Regions from separate parts of the Mus musculus genome. Here region 1 is linked to region 2. Evidence: chromatin contacts called from public Hi-C data. All regions are on one chromosome and are shown on one strand. Each heading gives the region's core, a stretch centred on a gene start, on an enhancer-like site or on the middle of the called end of the contact. The rest is flanking DNA. Distances are from core to core; before and after follow the strand shown.

Region 1 (6,149 bases), core at 1,779-4,278, 420 kb before region 2:
ACATCACCACTCTTCTGACTAGGGTTAGGTTACATTGTAAGGCCACAACTTAGAATTATTTATGATCCCTGTGTTTACCGAACATTCATGTAATATAGCGAATAGATGACCCCTTCCACACAATTCCAACACTAATCTTCCATTGAAAGAATTGTCGATGATGAGGGGGCTCTGCAGTGAGTGCTGCACTAGATGCTGGTTGTGCTGTTCATGCTGGCTGTTCATAAATAACTCACTGTGTGGACTCTGATCATCAGATAATAGGATACTTTCCTAGATTTCTACTTCTTAATCTAGCATTGAAGAGAGATGAGTAATAGTTTTGTATTACTGAGTTTTATCTGAAAATTGCATACTTTTCCTTGTATTTGCACACAAATGATGAGCTCAGTGAGATAGGATGTGCCTAGTCCTGGAGTAACTGATGTGTGGTGGAGTGGGAGGTGATACCTAAGGGATGCCCTCCTTTCTCAGATGAGAAGAAGAGGTGGGAGATGGGCAGAAACTGCAAGAGGAACATACTGGGAGGAAAGAGGCACTAATACTGGTATGTAAAGTGAATGAATAATTTATAAAAAATAGAAGTTTATCTTGCTTCAATTCACATGGATGACATAGAATCCAATGTGTACATACTTGGATACTAATTTTTAAGCTGTATACTGTTTAAAGAATTAATAATATGCTCTATATCAAAAATCAAGAACTGTCTAAAATCCTTCTAAAACTCTAACCCTCAGGACACTTTCATTCCCTCATAATTCTATAGGTTAGCCATATTGGGGGAAATGTATTTTTTCTGATAGTTCACTTTGGGGTCACTTGCTGTGGTCACACTTAATTGACTGTTCATTCAGACCTACAGCATCTTGGAAAGTCTTATTATCAGGTCTGATAGCTGTAGACTACTACAACTGAAGATATATACAGAAGAGCAAGTATTAAGATATGTGGCTTAAGTTCCAATTTCCAATGAAATACAGACACAGGCAATTACTGAGGGTTAGAACAGCAAGAGATGCCTGTGAGAAAGGCATAGTTTGTGCTAGATTTTGATTGATGATAATCCTTCTCATCTGTTTGCTGACTTCCAAGGCATTTTTATGTTTAAAATATCAATCTAGTTCCCAACAATCTGTGAGGTTGGGAGGTTGGGGCATATTATTGATTACTGCCACAGTCATGAAGACAGCTGGTGCTTGTGAAGGGTTACACGCATGTGCCTGTCTATGGGATCATTTGTGCTTTGTACCAGCACTCACACACACACACACACACACACACACACACACACACACACACACACTGCTTCCTTATGTGATTTTTAACATGGTGCTTTCAACAGTGCAAGATATATGTGTCTTCTAAGTGTCAAGTCTAGCTACTTCTTGATAAGGCAGAAACGAATCAGGATGATTCATGATTTAGGGGAACTTACAGTGTCACTTCTGACCTTAGCTAGAAAAACATGTGTGTGTGTGTGTACTATATATAAATTCATTTTTGTTACATATTATGTATATATATTCTTATATGTATAAACATATATATATATATATATTCCTATATGTATAAACTATATATATCCTAAGTATAATCTGTTCAGTCTGTATAACAATATTTATAAGTATGGATTCAGAGGTATTTCCCCATGGACAAACAGTTGGTGCTTTCTAATTGATGGAATGGTCACCTATTCCATTCCCAGCTTTCTTTACTTTTATAATTCTTTGTGTAGGTTGAAAGCCTCTTGGGTTTTTCTCCATCCAATTTGCCATATTCATTGTTATTATCCTGTACAGCCCATATTTGACCATGAATAATTTAGCAGTAACCAAGAGATCTGTAATTGAACTTAAGATCTTCTCAAAAGAAGGGAACCACACTTGGTACTGGCAACCTAGCTAACTCTTCAGTGCTAGTGAAGTAATGGATATTGGAGGAGAATCCACAACCCATAATATACTAACCCAGTAAAACCACTAACAATGATCTATAAACCTGTATCCTATGGTTTGTTCAGTTGTCAACTTGACACAATCTAGTTTCATCAGGAAAGAGAGCCTTAGAGAGGGATTTTCTACATCAAATTGGCCTGTGGGCATGTGTGGGGAAAATTATCAAAATTGTGTTAACTGAGGTGGGAATATCAACTGTGGGCAGCACAACTCCCTATGTCGGGGAACCTGGACTGTATGAGTGAAGGAAGCAAAATGAGTGCTATTAGATATACACTCATTGTCTCTCTCCTTTCAACTGTGGGTGCTATATGATTGGCTGCTTAAAACCCCTGTCCCCCTTTAATTGTCTTTTTTTTTCAATGATTGACTGAAATCTGTAATTGTGATCCAAGTAAGCCACTTTCCCTTAAGTTGCTTTGGTAAAGGTATTTTATAACAGTAATTAATAATGAAAATATGGCATATGATGTGACCAATCATTGTAATGTGGTTTTGCCACATCTCTGATTCATAACTCAAATTTCAAACTGGCAACCCTTGATTTTGAACTTGGACAGGTTGAGAGTTTATTTAGTCAATGAACACCAGCATGTGTGACAGCAGAACAAGGACTAAGAGTGTTCATACGCCATGGCTTACTTTGTCTCTGTTAGAACACTGATGCTGTACTGCAGTGAAGTTCAAGCTGATTGGTGGAATGTATCCAAGCTTAAAAAAAAAGCATGAGTACAGGAGGTGGAGGAAAAAAGTATCTCCTAATGTTTTGCTGCCTTGTGTAATTTCTCACTTGGAAATTTCAACAGTCCAGAATATATGTGTTACATGTTCATTAAGTTTCAAGTCCAGCTCATTCTTGGTAAGATATAAATGAATCAGAACATTGCATGATTTAGGGGAACTCATATTCTCACTCCTGACTTTGGCTAGACAAGTAACCTCAAACAGTTTGAGGCCATTTAAAATGATGTGTCCAGACTGGAAATGTGAGGACTCAGTCATGACCTTTGAACATCTGTACTACCCTGAATCACAATTTTGTCACTTCTCATAATTCTGCAGTCCTTGTAGACACTGTAAAGCATGAGTCAAACTTCCTTAATTGTAACTGCTGAACCACATGTCTAAAGCACCTTGCAGATAGAGCTAAAGATTCACTCTGCATTCCTAGCCCATGATGCAGGTTTCTGGTGATTATCTAATGCTTGCTGAATACATGAAAATACAAAGTGATAAATGTATCACAATGACACTAAGTCTTTTTTTTTCAATTTATGTTTCTATTCCTGGACTTTTGTTACTTCAATTATAACCTGTTATGGACAGGTTTTTTTTTAAACAAATATGAAGGAACTACTTTATTAGTTATAGTGGTATAAAGACTAGAAACTTCTTTCACTGAGGCCAGACCAAGAAGTCCTCTGCTATATATGTGCCAGAGGCCTCATAACAGCTGGTGTGTGCTGCCTGAGATCTCGTGGCTCAGAGTCCAAGAGATCTCAGGGTTCCAGACTAGTTGAAGATGCTGGTCTTCTTATGGGGTTGCTCTCCTCTTCAACTTCATCTAGCTTTTTCCCTAATTCAACCACAAGGGTCCCCAGCTTCTGCCCATTGGTTGGGTGTAAGTATCTACATTTCTTTTAGTTGCTTGTTGAGCCTCTCAGAAGGTAGCCATGCTCAGCTCCTGTCTATAATATAAGCACCTCATATCAGTAACAGTGTCAGGCCCTAGGGTCTCCCCCTGAGCTGGATCCCAATCCGGATCTGCCACTAGATCTCCTCTCCCTTGGACTCTTCTTCATTTTTGTCAGTGCAATTCCCCTAGACAAGAAGACACACCTAACTTTTAAGAGATTTGAGGCCCCAGGGAGTGAGTGGGGAGACCTGGTGGGGTGGGGGTGGGGACATCCTCTTGGAGACAGGGAGGAGATATGGGATGGGGAGAGGTCAGAGGGTGTGTGGCTGCTGGACTGTTAAAGAAGATTATGTGAGGTAACCCAGTCACAAAAGAACATACATGGTATGCACTCACTGATAAGTGGATATTAGCCCAAAAGGTCCGAATACCCAAGATACAATTCACAGACCACATGAAGCTCAAGAAGAAGGAACACCAAAGTGTGGGTGCTTCGGTCCTTCTTAGAAAGGGGAACAAAATATTCATGGGAGCAAATATGGAAACAAAGTGCAGAGGAGACTGAAGGAAAGACCATTCAGAGGCTGTATCAACCTGAGGATTCATCCCAAATACAATCACCAAACTCTGACACTATTGTGGATGCTAAGACATGCTTGCTGAAAGGAGACTGATATAGCTGTTTCCTGAGAGGTCCTGCCAGAGCCTTACAAATACAGAGTCATATGCTCGCAGCCAACCATTGCACTGAGTGCAGGGTCCCCAATGGTGGAGTTAGAGAAAGGACTGCAGAAGCTGAAGGGGTTTGCAACCACATAGGAAGAACACCACCAACCAACCAGACCCTCCAGAGCTCCCAGGTACTAAGCCAGCCAAGGAGTATACATGGCTTCAGCTGCATATATAGCAGAGGATGGCCTTGTCAGGCATCAATGGGAGGAGAGGTCCTTGTTCTTATGAAGCCTTGATAGATGCCCCAGTGTAGTGGAATCGAAGTCTGGGAGGCAGGAGTGGGTGGGTGGGTAGAAGAACACCCTTATAGAAGCAGAGAAGAGGGGATGGGATAGGGGGGTTTTTTGGAGGAGGGAAACCAGATAAGGAGATTCATTGAAATGTAAATAAATAAATAAAAATAATTAGAAATAATAGAATAGAAGCTTCAAAGATCTCTAGGTCTTCATATTACAGATAGGCAAAAATGAGCAGTTTGCTTCAAATAATGTGTAAAAATAAAGAACTTTTATCTTTATCATTTGTAAGGTTAGTATTCTCACATTCTCAACTATTTTGATATTCTGACTGCTCTTTCTCTTGTGGGATTTAAGAAGATATTTGTGTGTGTGCGTGTGTGAGCATATTTGTCTATCTATGTCTGTAGAGCATGGTGGCCTTTCTGCCCTTCGATTAAGATCCATGCTTTGTTCAGCAGTAGGGGGAAACTTGTTCCATGTATCATATCACTAGAAGCCATTTATTTTAAAAAGTTGCATTTTATGTCCTATGAAACATCCATCCAAAATACTTAAAACTATGTCCTTCAACTTTATTTGTTATGAATATAAATCTACTTTGAAATACAAGCTAGTAACACAAAGTTAGACAGTAAATGGATTGTAGGTTTTAGTTCAGGCTTCCATCATTTTTTTTTTTTAACCGTGGCAAGCTCTTGAATTTTATTGTAATATTTTCACAATGATAGAACATTTCACAATTGACAGAGAAAGAACTGTGCTTATTTTGTTAAGACAAATTAAATGAGGAAATATAAATTCAAAATGCTGAATTCACAGAAGTAACATATAAGATATGACAAGCTATGATGTTTGACTACAGAATCTAAGTCCCGTTATTTCAGTTCACAAATTGTAAACCCAACTTCTATTTTCTTTAAGGAAAATATTTTGCATTTTATGAAGGTGGTCCATTTATAATGGCACAAAAACACTCTTAGTCTTTACCATGAAAGGAAGACCTTTTCCCCCAAAATCATCAGCTGGTAGTTTGTTACAAAGAAGCAAGCAAACTGTGGACCCACAGCTTCTTTGTTCAGGATGGTGTCAATTAGAAGCCTTTACTTTCATCTATTCCTGTTTAAAGTCAATGACACAAAAGCCAGAGTGCTACCACTTCCTTAGACTCTCCACATAATCCAGGCATCATAGAAGAGCTCAAAAGACTTCTTCTTTTTTTTTGTTTTTCTAAGAAAAGTCCATTTTATTTCAATTGCTAATTGTATATTCAATATTTACTTAAGATTATAGTTCAAATAATTCTACTTAATCTAACTTTTCTTTTACAAATGAAACAATTGATACCTTGAGATTTCATGTAAATTAAACAAAGTCATTTGGCAAGTCAGTATAAATGCCATTTTAATATGATTTTCAGTGATATGGAACAATTTGGACCCCACACTTTTTATTTTTTATTTTTATTTTTTTCCTTTTCCATTTTTTATTAGGTATTTAGCTCATTTACATTTCCAATGCTATACCAAAAGTACCCCATACCCACCCACCCCCACTCCCCTACCCACCCATTCCCCCTTTTTGGCC
Region 2 (6,900 bases), core at 2,765-5,264:
ATAAATAATAACTGTATACTATTATCCTTTATTCTCTTAGCAACAAAAGTAAGCTCAGAGTTAAAGTATGTGTTCTTCAAAAGGACACGATGATACTAAGATCAAGCATTGGTCTATTGACCAAATATAGGTCTATTTAACCCCTGGTGTTTCTTCCTCTCATTCTATACCATTCCTAAATCTCCCATTCTTTCCATTCTCCTCAATCTTTCTCTATGTCTCAAACTGTCATCATACCTCATTTTCTAGGAGGAAACCTGTTGGACTCTGTGTTAGAAGATAGGTCTGAAAGGGCTGTGCATTCAAAGCTAAAGTTTATCCATGTCCCATTTACTCATTCTACAATGATTGAACTGAGTTGCTGTTCTCTGTAGGGCATTCTCAATTCTACTGTATGCCATATAGCAAATGTTTGAAGATTTGCTTCATCAAAAGTGTTGTTTGATAAAATGATTTCTCAAAATTAAGCATATGTGTAATTTTGAGTCTGAGTTGGCAGCTCATGGTCAACACATAGAGATCATATGCATGGCATGTGAGCTGACATGAAGTCAGGAAAGTGTTTTACAGATGCATTGCCATAAGATATTTATTCTTTTGTGTTTTCTGCCTTCAAGGAGTGCATGTAATGGCATATGTGCACATGGGTGCATGTGTATGTAGAAGATGAAAATTCATATTCTCAATCCACCTTTATCTTTCTCTTTGCCCACTGAGGCAGGATTTCTCAAGCAAATGCAGATCCTGCCAAATAGTTGGTGTATCTAACTGGCTCGTAGCAGGATTTTCCCTGTCCCTGTCATTCTAAGCTAGATTTATAAATGGGTCGTTATGCCCACCCAGAATAGGTCCTCAGAATCTGAACTCTAGTCTTCACACTTATGATGCAAGTCTTCTAACAACTGAGCCATATCCCCGCACAACCTCTGTTCTTAAATATATTCATGGCCAGTAGTGTGTTTTGAAGATCTCAGTGTTCTTTTCCAAAAGCCTGACATACAATGGTTAAATCTATTTTTACAAATTACCATTTATTTAGTTGACCTGACACTTAGCAAATGAACCAAAAAAATCCTGAAATCTATTACTTAGTTTATTCTTGGCAGGAAGGACTTTAGAGACCAATGAATATAACCCTCTCTCCAGCCACTGTACACATCAGTGTACTGATGTGAAGCCTGTAACCCACTGAGGAAAGTAACTATCTTCTCCCTTTCTCAGCATCCTGAACAATGCCCCACCTACAGAGTAACTCTTATATCAGTAAGGGAATTGATTTACAAATGAAGCAAGGTTTTTCAAGCTACTGTCAGTGTCTAGGAGAGTGCCTGGTCAACAAGAATTGTTTAGATGTTTGTTTAATCAAAGGAAAAGTGAATATATCTTTTTGAGAAATGAAATGGAAAATTCTTACATTACAATCTGTTGTCTACTGTGTTGCAAGTTGATATTCACCCTGGAATGTTATTGGCTACTTAAGTATGTGTTCAGATTCTATATCAATGTCTACAAGAAACCATATTACTATATTGTCTGGAAACATATAGTTAGGGTTGGTTAGCCCGTACATGATCAATAACCTTCTTGATTCTTCGAACATGGAAAAACTTAAAATGATACTTGGAAGATGACTTCTGAGGAGGCGTCTGGTTAAGAAATATTTTGTGTGGTCTGATAATGTATTTATTTATGAGACTAAATGTTTATCTAAGCCTCCAGGACATCACTGGCTTCATTTCGGTATCTGTGTGCAGTTGTGTTTTTCCATGGTCGCAACAACTCCATCCTTCTGGGGTCCAGCTGGGCTACAAAGTAATAAACAGACATAAAATTTGGATCATTCTATGACAAGAAGTGGGAGCAACCCAAAGCCTTTAAGAAATCTTTCTTTCAGTAGTGACTGCACCAGCAAACAGCTAGTTCAAGTAGGGTTCAAGTAAGCACACTGACTTTGTGAAAGCAATTAATGGCCTGTGTAGAACAAATCTGTTTATATTTATGTGCTGGACATTTGAGATATAGCTGTTTTTCGTGAAGTTTCCTCTTTGAAAGCATTTGACATTGCGTTACTTTGACAACTTTTATAACTAACTCAGAGTCTGAGAAATCCTCCCCTCTGTCTCCATAGTGTATTCCTTTGCCAGTTAAGAAGTAAGCAGGTTCTACGTGAAATCAATGAGCACACTTCATTCAGAATCACGGAGTCAATGATTTCAGAATCAGTATCTAAAACTTCTTATTGGATACTCCATCCAAGGCTCATAACCTCTCGCTGCTTACGAGATTTTCTTGCACAAAGAATTCCACATAGTCATGATGAATCACTCTGCAAAGACACTTCAATATCACATGACATACTACTTCTTTGCCAATTTATTTATATTTATGAACATTAAATAAATGAATTCATACTGAAGGGTAAAACCAAGTACAAAAGGCTTATATTCAGCCTTGAAAAAAAATGAAACAGTAATGGCAATAGTAAATATTGCTCCCTGACATAGAAGAGGGTGATGCAGTGTTTCAACTGTTGACAGGAATGACAGCCATTCTTGAAGGGGGAAGAGGAAAAGGATACAGAGCTGAGCAGGCTTTCTGGGAAAGGTGACACTTGAGCTTGGCCAGAGAGTGCATGCAAGACTACTCAGGGACACAGGTGAAAGAACAGAAAGTTCGAGGAAAGCAGGGACTCCCCCAGCTCACCCTAGCTTCATTCTTCATGAGCTTCCAATCTCATAGTCCAAAGCATCACCCTCCCCCTTCAGAACCAGCAGCCACATTGACCACAGCCCCCCCCCCCCCAGGTATTATTTAAAGTGCTTTGAGCTCACTAGGTTCTCTGCAAAAAGATTATGGAGGTAGATAGTGTCTCAATTTCTGTGGAGCTGGAAACAAGATCATAGGTATGCACTTGATCCATACATAGGTCTAATATGCCAAGTCTAGTTAGTGGCTCAAGTTGACTACAGCTTTTGTCAAATGATTTAAAAGTTCCAAAAAGCAACAGGGCCAAGAAAGTAAGGGGTTAGTCTGGAGGACTATGCACACGCACCATAATATGCTTGATGAAACAGATCCTTTGTCTGCTAGCATCTGAGTCCAGAGGAAAAGGGTGTGTGTGTGTGTGTGTGTGTGTGTGTGTGTGTGTGTGTGTGTAGTTTCATATGCCAAGAATTCACATTATTTATATTACACAGTGTTATTTGCCTCCATTCTCTCTGCACATGTTCTCAAGATACTGATAAACAATGGCCTATTCTCTCCATTTTGTGAATGAAACACTAAATTTTATGTAGTCTGGTACTTATTTGCATTAAAGGAACCACACACATCGAGTTATGCTCACTAAGATAGGATATCGATATAAACATTGAGTGGATGCTGTCTGACACTGAGAATACTGGCAGTGTGTGGTAGTTTTGGGGACCAGATTAGACACAGGAGGAAAATCTCTGTGAACAGTCAGGGGAAGCAATGTTGTTGGTTATTACATAGCAATTTGCTGGGCACATCCTCAGCATGACTGAATAGCCCCTTTACCCTGAGGCCCACTCTCTTTGTTTATTAAATTAATGATGAATAAAAGCTTCAGTCTTTGTCTATCAGCCTAGGGGATTCATTAGTTATAAAATGAATGTGCTCACCTCAAGTTTTGTTTTCATTGTATTCATTACGTGTCTTCTGAACCCTAGCTTCACTGGAATGTGATTTGTATCCCTGCAAGATCCCTTAAAGCCTTCTACTTTGCTGGGAGCAGGCAGTTCAGAAACAAAACAAAAATAAGGAGAGAGGGAAAAAAAGGAAAGAAAAAAAAACCTTGGAAGTCTATTTCCCTCCCCCCCCCCTTCTTTTTCCTTTCTTTCCAACCCCTCCTCTAGAGAACACCAGAGAAATAAAAATAAAACTGTAATTAAGAAAAGGACTAAGAATAAATTCCACGCATTTAACCAGAGTTCCATCTCTGAACCCAGGAGGATTGGTGCATAGCTGTGGTTGTGCGAGAGGAAGCGTGCAGGGAACTCATGCTGTGCTTTCAACACAGATACAGCTCATGAGGAATAGTTTATCACTTAAACCATCTCCTTAATTCTGCAGAGTAAAGTCAAGACCTCAGAGAAGTCTCAGATACCACCACTGTGGCCACTGGGGTCTCCCATTTCTGGAGTCCCTCTGGCCCAAATAGCTCAGAGCAAATCACAAACATTTATGGACGGAACCCCATGACCCACCCCACCCCCCAAGTGAATATTTTAATATCCCATTCGGCAAAGGGCAGAATGGTAACACAGAGAAGTTCAAGGCTCTTGGCTGCTTGCCATGCAGAGAAAAGTGAGTAGTGGCTGGATTCTGAAAGCAACGAATGGCCAGGTGTGTGGTGGATTATTCCAGCCATGTGCTGAAGAGTGCTGGGCTGTAAGTCAGAAGACCTGGTTTCTGACCCTGGCTCTGTCACTTACTCTCTGGGGAATTTCTTCTCTCTGTGCCTTAATGTCTTCCCCTATAAAACAAAAACCCAACTAGAAGACTGTAAATTCTCTTTTACCTCCAAAAGAGATGAAGGTCTATGTCCAGGAATCCAGGAGACTGGGCAGACTTCTTTATCCTAACTCCTAAGCATGGCATATGCCATCTTTCATAATGAAGCCCTTTGTAACTGAGAAAAGTTGTCTTTTCATTCATTGGGTCTTCCTCCAGGTTCTCTTCTCAAATTCTTTCCAGCTCCACTTTGGAGAACACTTAGTAAATATCTACTAAATTAGTAGAAGTTGTACAGCTGAGTCCTTAGTTCATCTCTGCCTTCCCCTGACCGGAGGGGTCTTGAGGGGCAGAGTTAGGAAAGATTTGGGACACTTTATATACTTGGATAGATTTTAAACTGTAAACAGCTATCAACATGTGGCTTTTCTATGTCATCTACTTTAATTTTTGACAATACCCTTCCAGTTTGGTCTTGATGTACCACACTAATTCTAAGCACTATAATTCTTAGCAACTTATTATCCATCACCTACCATTTGCTAAAGATAATAACAGGATCTAGAGTTACAAAGATGCTTAAGATTTAATTCTTTTCCCGAGGGGCATTCTGTGTCATGGGGAATCAGGCAAGGAGGAAGGTAACTGTAACACATTGCTGTTACTGCAATGAAAGATGATAGATGGGGCTGAGAAGATAGTTTAGTTTGGAGAGTGTTTGTCAAGCATTCATAAGACCATGGTTTAGTCTCTTGCACAGAATCTACCTAGTGTGGCAGTACACATCTGTAATCCCAACACCAGGAACATGGAGGCAGGACAACCAGGATTTAGGATACCTAAAATTCAAAGATGGACTGGACTTCAGGAGCCTCTGTCTCAAATCAAACAAGACAAATAAGTATAGGAAACTAAAAATTTTCAGAAACGAAGTGAAGTTATGCATAATGATTTTTAGTTTGGTGAGATTTTACAGCACTGAACTGGAAGATGCTAAAATAGTTAACATGTATGTATGCAGAGGGGTAGCCTTTTTGATAAAAAAAATAAACTAGATGGTATTTTAGAGAGAATGCAATTGAAGTGGGCACTGTTTCCAAACTAAATGACATCAAGGTGTAGGTCACATTAAAGAAAAGTAGGTCACCTCACACTACCCCATGGCGTCATCTATAAGAATATTTCCACTCTTTCCTGGCTTGGGTTTCTTAGATGTAAAAGTGATGGTTAGATGAGACAATCATGGTTCTTCCTTCCAAGCTTGAGTATCCTGTAGGACCATGAAATAGAGTATGTACTCTTCTTCCTCTCACAGCATTTACTGCCGGGCTGGGCCCAGGATTGCGGGTAGAGAGAGGGAAGAGACAGGTTTGTTTTCTATGCTCGATCTCTGGACTTTGGAGAAAGATGAAATTCAGAAGCTTTGAAAAAGGAGAAATAGAATGAGATTTTCTGTTAATACCACTATGTCTCTTGTAGAAATAGACAATGACTTGATACTAGAAATCAGAAGGATGAAGCTGAAGCTCTAACTTTGTTTGTTTGTTTGTTTGTTTCTATGTTGTTTGTTTTGAGACCGGATCTTACCAATTTGTTCCGTCTGTTCTAAGCCTTGCAGTCAATCATCCAGCATCAGCTTCTGCAGTACTTGAGATTTCAGGTGTGTGCCCAAGTGTGTCTGTCTCTAAGATTTGACATGTTAAATGAGAAGCTTGTGGACTCATAGTGTTTCATTTGATTTCTGGAGGCTCTGTTTTCTTCTAAAAAATGGAATACATAACCTGTTCTCTGTTACTGAGCTATCCGGAATATGAAGCAAAGGTCATACTTGGCAAAATAGAAGAGTCTATACAAAGTTCACTGTTGACATCATCATTATGTCTTATGTCTTAACCAAATGGATACATATAGGCATGCATGATAGACAATAGTTGGTATCAGGAATCAACAAATCAACTGAAATACTGTGTGCTCTGTCAGCAGCTGTGGGAATCTACTCTGAATTCACTGTCCTCTTTGAAAGAACAAGGAGCAAAAGCCAGGTAGGATGGCGGGCTTCTGAAAGCACAACTATATATCTCCAAAGCATACTAACCATTTCCAACTCACACCAGAGCAAAGAGGATCTTGTCTGTAGAAGGGCATTTGCTGGGGAATTTAAGGAAGGTAACCAAGGCTCCAGAGTCCACGGTGAAAGTTTAAGAAGAATTTATACAAGTATATGATTTCCCAAATCTAGGATTTATGTGCAGATTTATGTCTGTGGACATAGAAAGTATTTTTTTGGTTGTTTTTTTTTTGTTTTTGTTTTTCACATGGCAAAAGCTAAATCAAATGAAAGCTAGAATCTCATCACCATCTAGTGGGTGTCTGGGGCTAGTGCATACACTGTGGGAGACAAACGGAGCGTCTGATTAAGAAAGC

Evidence for each region. Hi-C and Micro-C count contacts between places; a contact is called where the count stands out from the background.
Region 1: a contact with region 2 is called in a Hi-C map of adipose-derived mesenchymal stem cells, with 4 times the contacts expected there. The contact joins two enhancer-like sites. A contact is called at or near these places in 4 of 484 Hi-C or Micro-C datasets (3T3-L1-derived adipocytes, adipose-derived mesenchymal stem cells, embryonic fibroblasts and 1 more) and 1 of 115 datasets of contacts at active chromatin or transcription factors (embryonic fibroblasts).

The regions. Positions count from the first base shown.
Region 1 is chr4:64,949,715-64,955,863 of GRCm38.p6, reverse strand. No RefSeq gene overlaps it. Among named protein-coding and RNA genes, the nearest start is that of Pappa, 170 kb to the left of the region's middle. Within about 2 kb of position 3,028, at least 7 of the 459 cell types and tissues checked have an H3K27ac peak or open chromatin away from gene starts, as enhancers often do. A contact at or near this core is called in adipose-derived mesenchymal stem cells, where this site is marked.
Region 2 is chr4:64,533,190-64,540,089 of GRCm38.p6, reverse strand. No RefSeq gene overlaps it. Among named protein-coding and RNA genes, the nearest start is that of Gm23950, 92 kb to the right of the region's middle. Within about 2 kb of position 4,014, at least 15 of the 459 cell types and tissues checked have an H3K27ac peak or open chromatin away from gene starts, as enhancers often do. A contact at or near this core is called in adipose-derived mesenchymal stem cells, where this site is marked.